2 separate regions of the Rattus norvegicus genome follow, and region 1 is linked to region 2. Evidence: chromatin contacts called from public Hi-C data. All regions are on one chromosome and are shown on one strand. The core of a region is the stretch at or near the end of the contact, and the rest is flanking DNA. Distances in the headings are between cores, read along the strand shown. Region 1 overlaps Matn2 (matrilin 2). Region 2 holds the start of Matn2 (matrilin 2).

What was found. A called contact is a pair of places that touch in the nucleus more often than the background predicts.
Region 1: a Hi-C map of psoas muscle shows a contact between it and region 2, with 1.5 times the contacts expected there. The contact joins the enhancer-like site here to the promoter of Matn2 in region 2.

What each region holds. Positions count from the first base shown.
Region 1 is chr7:67,500,716-67,503,823 of GRCr8, forward strand. It overlaps Matn2 (matrilin 2), which reads left to right. Exons shown (of 19, transcript NM_001427155.1): 9 at 1,298-1,420; 10 at 1,653-1,775. Among named protein-coding and RNA genes, the nearest start is that of Rpl30, 34 kb to the right of the region's middle. Within about 2 kb of position 1,701, at least 4 of the 93 cell types and tissues checked have an H3K27ac peak or open chromatin away from gene starts, as enhancers often do.
Region 2 is chr7:67,378,551-67,381,965 of GRCr8, forward strand. It overlaps Matn2 (matrilin 2), which reads left to right and starts at 1,618. Exons shown (of 19, transcript NM_001427155.1): 1 at 1,618-1,852.

The DNA.
Region 1 (3,108 bases), core at 451-2,950, 120 kb after region 2:
GAGGGTAGAAACAGAACAGTGTAGGCTTGAGTTTTTTCAAAACCCATTTTGATAAAGGTTCTTAAATGCTTCAAGCCCCCTTCTAGCCCACCAAGCAAAGGTAGGGGAGAAGAAAGGTTAATAAGAAACGGGAGAGGTGGAGCTGTTTAGAAGTAGTTCTTTGGGGTGATTCCAAACACAGATCAGTAGCAGCAATCCAGTCCAGTCAGCAAACACCAAACATGAATCAGCAGCAGCGGCTCGATCCAGAGGAAACCACAAGGCTCTGCCACATTAGTACGAGTCCTCTCAAGTGTCAGGAAGCAAGTAGAACACCATGAGAAGCTCTTTGGCTCTTTTCTATGAAGTCAGGACAAGGGAAGATCAGCAGAGACCTGCAAAGCGTTACAAGGCGAGTTACCAGTGGGGGTTTGTTGGGTTCTGCTCATACTCTTCCCAAACATCACAGCGTCCTCTCACATGTCTGCTTCAGCAGAACATCCTCTCATAAGACAGTTTCCAGAAGAGCATCACATGACACAACCGAGTTTCCAAAGAAACCAGAAATTTCCACTTGAGAAAGGCTCCTGTTAGTCAGGCAGTCTAGCCTAACTGTTGGTCTCCAAGCTAGTAAGAGAGTCCCTGTCTAAAGGAGGTGGACTACATTTCCTAAGAATGATAAAGTGGCCCCCACAAGCTCATAATGCGCTGTACCATATGTGAACACACAGAGTCAAGGGAGGCATAGAAAAGAAAAGGGACTGCCATCACCCCAGGGTCACGAGGTCACGGTGCAGAGAGGCTAAGTGTGACCCACATCCATAGCAAGGACGTGGGAATCAGACCTGACCTAGTTTGCTTCTCTGCTGCTGGGATAAACTCCATGGCCAAAAGCAGTTTGTTTCGGTTTACACTTCCAGGTAACAGTGTGTGACTGAGGGAACTGAAGGCAGGAACTGAGGCAGAGACCACAGAGGAGCTCTGCTTACTGCCTTGCAACCAGGCTCACAGTCAGCTTGCTTCCTTATACCACACAGGGCTACATTCCTGGAGGTGACACCATTCACAGTGGGCTCCGATCAGCATCAAGGACACAGCATACACAGGCCACTTTTGGGGAGACAATTTCTCAGTTGAGATTCCCTCATCCCAGACGACTCTAGGTTTGTGTCACTGACATGGAGCAAAGCCGATGTCTCAGCGAGCACAGTACCATCCCCGTGGCTGCTGTTGCCGCCAGGAAGGCTTTGCTTAGCCTTACTCAGTGGCATGTGGGCACCTGAGTTCCTTTGTGTTTTTGGATTTGTGACCGCTGCAGGGGTGGACCACTGTGCACAGCAGGACCATGGCTGTGAGCAGCTGTGCCTGAACACGGAGGAGTCCTTTGTCTGCCAGTGCTCCGAAGGCTTCCTTATTAACGATGACCTCAAGACCTGCTCCAGTGAGTCCCCCTTTCACCTTTCTGCAGGGAAGGGTTCCCAACAGAGTGTATAGACAACGCAGAGAACAGCATGTTCTCCTCTGCCTTTTCTCTCTCCCCCACAGGGAGACTAAGGGGAAATCTGCTGGGGACCACATGTTTTCAAAGGCAGTAAATGTTACTTGTCACCCACCACAACCCAGAAGGCTGGCTGACACAGGCTCAGGAACCTCACTTGGCTTTGGTCTTACAGGGGCAGATTACTGCTTGCTGAGCAACCACGGTTGTGAATACTCCTGTGTCAACACCGACAAGTCCTTTGCCTGCCAATGTCCTGAAGGTCACGTGCTCCGGAGCGACGGGAAGACCTGTGCAAGTGAGTCTCATTATATCTGAGATCCTAGGACAGACAGGCTCAGCACAAGCTCTTATGGGTGCCAGTGGGCTGCTGACATGGGCGTACCTGAGCGTCCTCCCTCAGGCTTCACTGGGATCCTGGTCATGTGTGTGCCTGTATCTCGAAGCCATTGGTGTTCTGCCCAAACTCCTGGAAATGGCCCTGCCTTGCCAGCATTAGAAAATAGGCCCTCGGTTTTGGCATGCTGCGGTGGTTTGAGTTGTGGTTTTTTCGAAGTTAGGTTCAAATTTGGTTGCCATTGTGATACATTGGAGACACGGAGTTTTTCCAAGGTGATTGTGCTGGTGGGACAGATTAATGCCTTTCTTGTGGGAGTGGGCTGACTATGGAGAATGAGTAAGTACAGCACGGGACCAGTCCCTCTGTCCCCACCTCTTTTGTACATAAGTCCTCACTGTGTTTTCCCACGATGAGATGAAGCAGGACGAAGTCCTAACTTCTTAAGCTTCTTTTCTTCCAGGTCATTCTATCCAGGTGCTAGGGTATAATCCAGAGCACAGACTAAGACACTCTCAGCTCTACCCCTAGCCAGTCACCTGCGACCCACAGTACAGAGACTGGCTGACTGCCAGCTGGCTGCATGCCAGGGGCTGAGCACTGTGCTAAGCACATGCTGTCATCATACGCCAGGGACAGACTGATGGCTGCAGCTCAGACTCAGGGAAGAGGCCAAGATGGCCTTCTATTAAGTAGGGTCTCAATCTGTGTGGGACCCCAGTTAGCTCTGAAAGGGAGATATCTGAGAAATCCTTTGCCTTCCCTGAGCCCTGTCTGTCACCTTAGCACAAGGCCAGGTTGGCAGTGACATTATCTAGGTTTATGTTTCCTTATAGCTGGCTTTAACTCCTTTCTCCATTTAAACAAACAACCAAACAATAAGAATCCAGATTCTTTCACTGGGCAGTCGTGGTACATGCTCTATCCCAGCATGAAGGCAGAGGGCAGAGGCAGGAGGATCTCCATGAGTTTGATGCCAGCCTGGTCTACAGAGCCAGTTCCAGGACAGCTAGGGCAACACAAAGAAACCCTCTCTGGAAAAGCCAAAACTATTTGAGGCTCCCTCGTCTCTTCGACTCATGAATGTTGTGCTTTCTGCCCAGCGCTCCTATTTCTACATAGACCAAGATGAAGGGCTTAGAACGGTTTGAGAGAAAGGTTTAAAATAGAAAAATGGAAGCAAAGACCACACATTGCTTTCCCCAGCCTTTCTGGTTGTAGGACCAAGTTCCTTGGCTGCTGGCACAGCTGAGGGTGCCGCGGTCATCCCCCTGCTCTCTGTGTTCCCAGTTCA
Region 2 (3,415 bases), core at 368-2,867:
AAGGGCAATGTTTAATTGGGGCTGGCTTACAGGTTCAGAGGTTCAGTCCATTATCATCAAGGCAGGAGTGTGGCAGCATCCAGGCAGGCATGGTGCAGGAGGAGCTGAGTTCTACATCTTCACCCAAAAGAAGCCAGGAGCAGACTGAGCATCCCCAGGCAGCTAGGAGGAGGGTCTCCAAGCCCGCCCCCACAGTGACACAATTCCTCCAACAAGGCCACACCTTCTAATAGAGCCACTCCCTGGGCCAGGCACATACAAACCATCACATTCCACTCCCTGGGCCAAGCATATGCAAACCATCACAGTCATCAATGGCCGTAACTGAGATTTTATTTATTCTACTTTACATCTACACACTGTAGCTGTCTTCAGACACACCAAAGGAGGGCATCAGATCTCATTACAGGTGAGCCACCATGTGGTGCTGGGGCTGGAACTCAGGAAGAGCAGTCAAAGATCTTAACCACTGAGAGATCTCTCCAGCTTCATGGCTGAGATTTTAATTATTCTTTGTAGGAATAGGTCTTGCACATGACGTTTTTATTCTAAGATTTGAGACTAGTTAGTTCTGATTTTCTCTGATGGCTTGTTAAAACTTGGACGGGGGTGTGTTGGCTTAGCAATTGGGTGATAAAATTAGGTTGTTTTTGTTTGTTTGTTTTTGTTTTTTAAAGATTTATTTTGTTTATGTGTGCTCTATCTGCATGTACATTTGTATGCCAGAAGAGGGCATCAGATCACATTACAGATGGTTGTGAGACAGGGTGTGGTTGCTGGGGATTGAACACAGGACCTCTGGAAGATCACCCAGTGCTCTTAACCCCTGAGCCATCTCTCCAGTTCCAGAATTAAGGTTTTTATTAGATGTCCGGCCAACTGTAGAGTCCTGTCATCCCAGACTGGTAATCCCAGAGTTTGGGAGTCAGCTCCATTCCCTGCTACTGACCAGGCCTGTTTTCTCTGTCTCTTCTAGGATGACTGCTCTCTCAGGTAATGTTTCTTCTCTTAACAAAGTTATAGAAGCCTCACCCATAATTTCTTGAATCTTGTCTGAACTAGACTCTGTTCCTTCAGGGGAGGAATCGTACCTCTTCATCTTGGCATCTTAATGGCCTTTCCCATCCCAAGGGCTGGTCCAGGGCCAGTGGTTACTAGTAATATGAATTGGAGCTGGTGGGGCGGTCCTAGACTGCCAAGACAACTTCTGGCCCTGTCATCAGTCATCTCAAATCTCACCACTTCTTTCTTCATCATCGTGCTTCCTGGATGCCTTCTGAAGAAAATGATCCTCCATTCAGGTTATCTGACTCCAGCTGTGTCTTCTGTTACCAGGAAACCCTCACCCCACCCCACTCCAGGCCCCAGGCCACAAGCCCCCTAAAGCCTCTAGTTACTCCTATTCTGGAGACCCATCAGTCCCAGCAAGGCTGGGGGTGTACCGGGAGAGTGCGGTTGGCAGCAGGCAGGGAGAGAGGCCAGGGTCCCGAGCTGGGGGGCTGCCTACAGTGTGGGACAGCTCTGGCTGCTGCCTCTCCCCGCCTTCCCCATCCCCAAAGAGGACACCCCTCCTTCCGCCCGCCCGCTTCCAACCCTCACGCGGTACCGCCTCCTCGCGCCGCCCTTGCAGGGAGCCTTGCAGGCAGCCAGCGAGCGCGGAGAGCGCTCTGGAATGGGACTTGAAGGCGGCGGCTTAGGATACGGCGTTGGCGCGGGCTTCTTGGTCGCGTCCCGGGAGCGGTGCCCAAGGAGCTCTGCGGTCCTCTGTGGGGCGAGGCGGCGGACAACGGAGACGGATCCTCACGGCTGCGCCCCTGCTTCACTTCCCCGGTGCTGGTGGCGGTGGCTGCAGGTGAGCGTGGCGTGCTGACCCGGGCTCAGACAGATGACCCACTGACCGACAGATGCACAATCTGTCACGCTCCGGGGGAGCCGCTGTCTCCATGGGAGAGTGGGAGAGGATGGTGGCGCTGCCGGGTGTCCTCGGCTGGGAGAAGTCCCGCCACGCCGGGCTAGACGCGGGACACACGGCATGGCAGTAGTCTACGAGTGCCCCGCGGGGGCGCTGTGCCGCGCTTCAGGGACACTGACCCGCTCCACACTTGTTGAGTGGGGTGGCAATCTTTTCTACCAGGTAGAAAATAACTTGGATCGCCCTATAGACTAGTATCTCAAGACCAGTGACATCTAGATTTCCTTTGCCTTCTCTGTCTAGCTCCGGCTTCCTTGTATTGTGAAAGAGGGATAGGGAAGAGGAACCCATTTTGTGTTGCTGGAAAACTGGAGGCACTTTGGGGAGAGGATAGAAAAATATAGGGACAATCTCTTGTAAGGTCTCCAGGAGTAGGTGTAGGAGATACTCTACAGTAATAACTGCGGCGCTCCCACAAGGCATCTACAGAGTGCCATTCCCCTTAGCCTTTGAAGAATGGACAATGAAGCTGTAAGGTCAAGGACCGAAGCTTGGGAATCAGTAGGCCTCGTTCAAACCCCAGCTGCTAAGTTTACAGGCTGGAGTACTTGAGCATAACCGGCACCACAATGACTCAGTTTTCTCATCCATCTAGAGGGGATTTTAACGCCTACAGGGTTAAATGAGATTTGATGGAAGTATTGAGAATAGTTCTAGAAGTCTCTTACGGCTAGTGAGCTCTGCCACCCACCTTTCCAGAAAAGGAAGGAATCTGTGCGAACATTGAATTCACACCCCCCCTAACTCTAGGCCAGAGCCCTTTGAGGGATGCTCTAAGATGGCAGATAGTTTATATGTGTTAGTGGAGTTTTTGTGCAAAAGTCAATTCTAGCACATTCTCCCTGCCCTCTTTCAAAGTGGTAATTTCACAAAGCCAGTCAAGACACCAAGGTGAGTTTGTGGCTTAGAAGGTTTCCTCTAAGCTTCTGAACTTTATTCTCTTAGAAACTCCACACCAAAGAAGACAAAAGCTGCAGGTTTTCATCTCCTATCTCCCTTCTGTTCCTACTTTTATTCCAGTTGATAGAATTCATTTTCAGACCCCCCAAATCACCAGCCAGATCTTCCCTATAAACCCAGGCTTTTGAGGTCCTGGCTTCCAGAGTCCAGACCCAGGAGGCATGGGGCCTGAAGTTCATTGCTGAGGGTATCATGGCATCCTCTTAGCTAAGACCATCCATGTCTGACAGCAAAAGTCTAGGTGAAAGCTGGATATGGTGTGCACACCTATAATCCCAGCACTTGAAATGTAGAGGCAGGAGGATCAGAAGTTCAAGGTCACCCTTGATTGTATAGTAAGTGGAAAACAAACCTGAACTCCATGGAATCCTTTCTCAAAAAAAAAAAAAAAAAAAAAAAGACATTTGGAAGGAGCCTCAAGATTTCAGGGAAGGTAAAGAGAAAGACAAGGAAGGAGGATGAGCCACTGGACAGTCTGAAAAA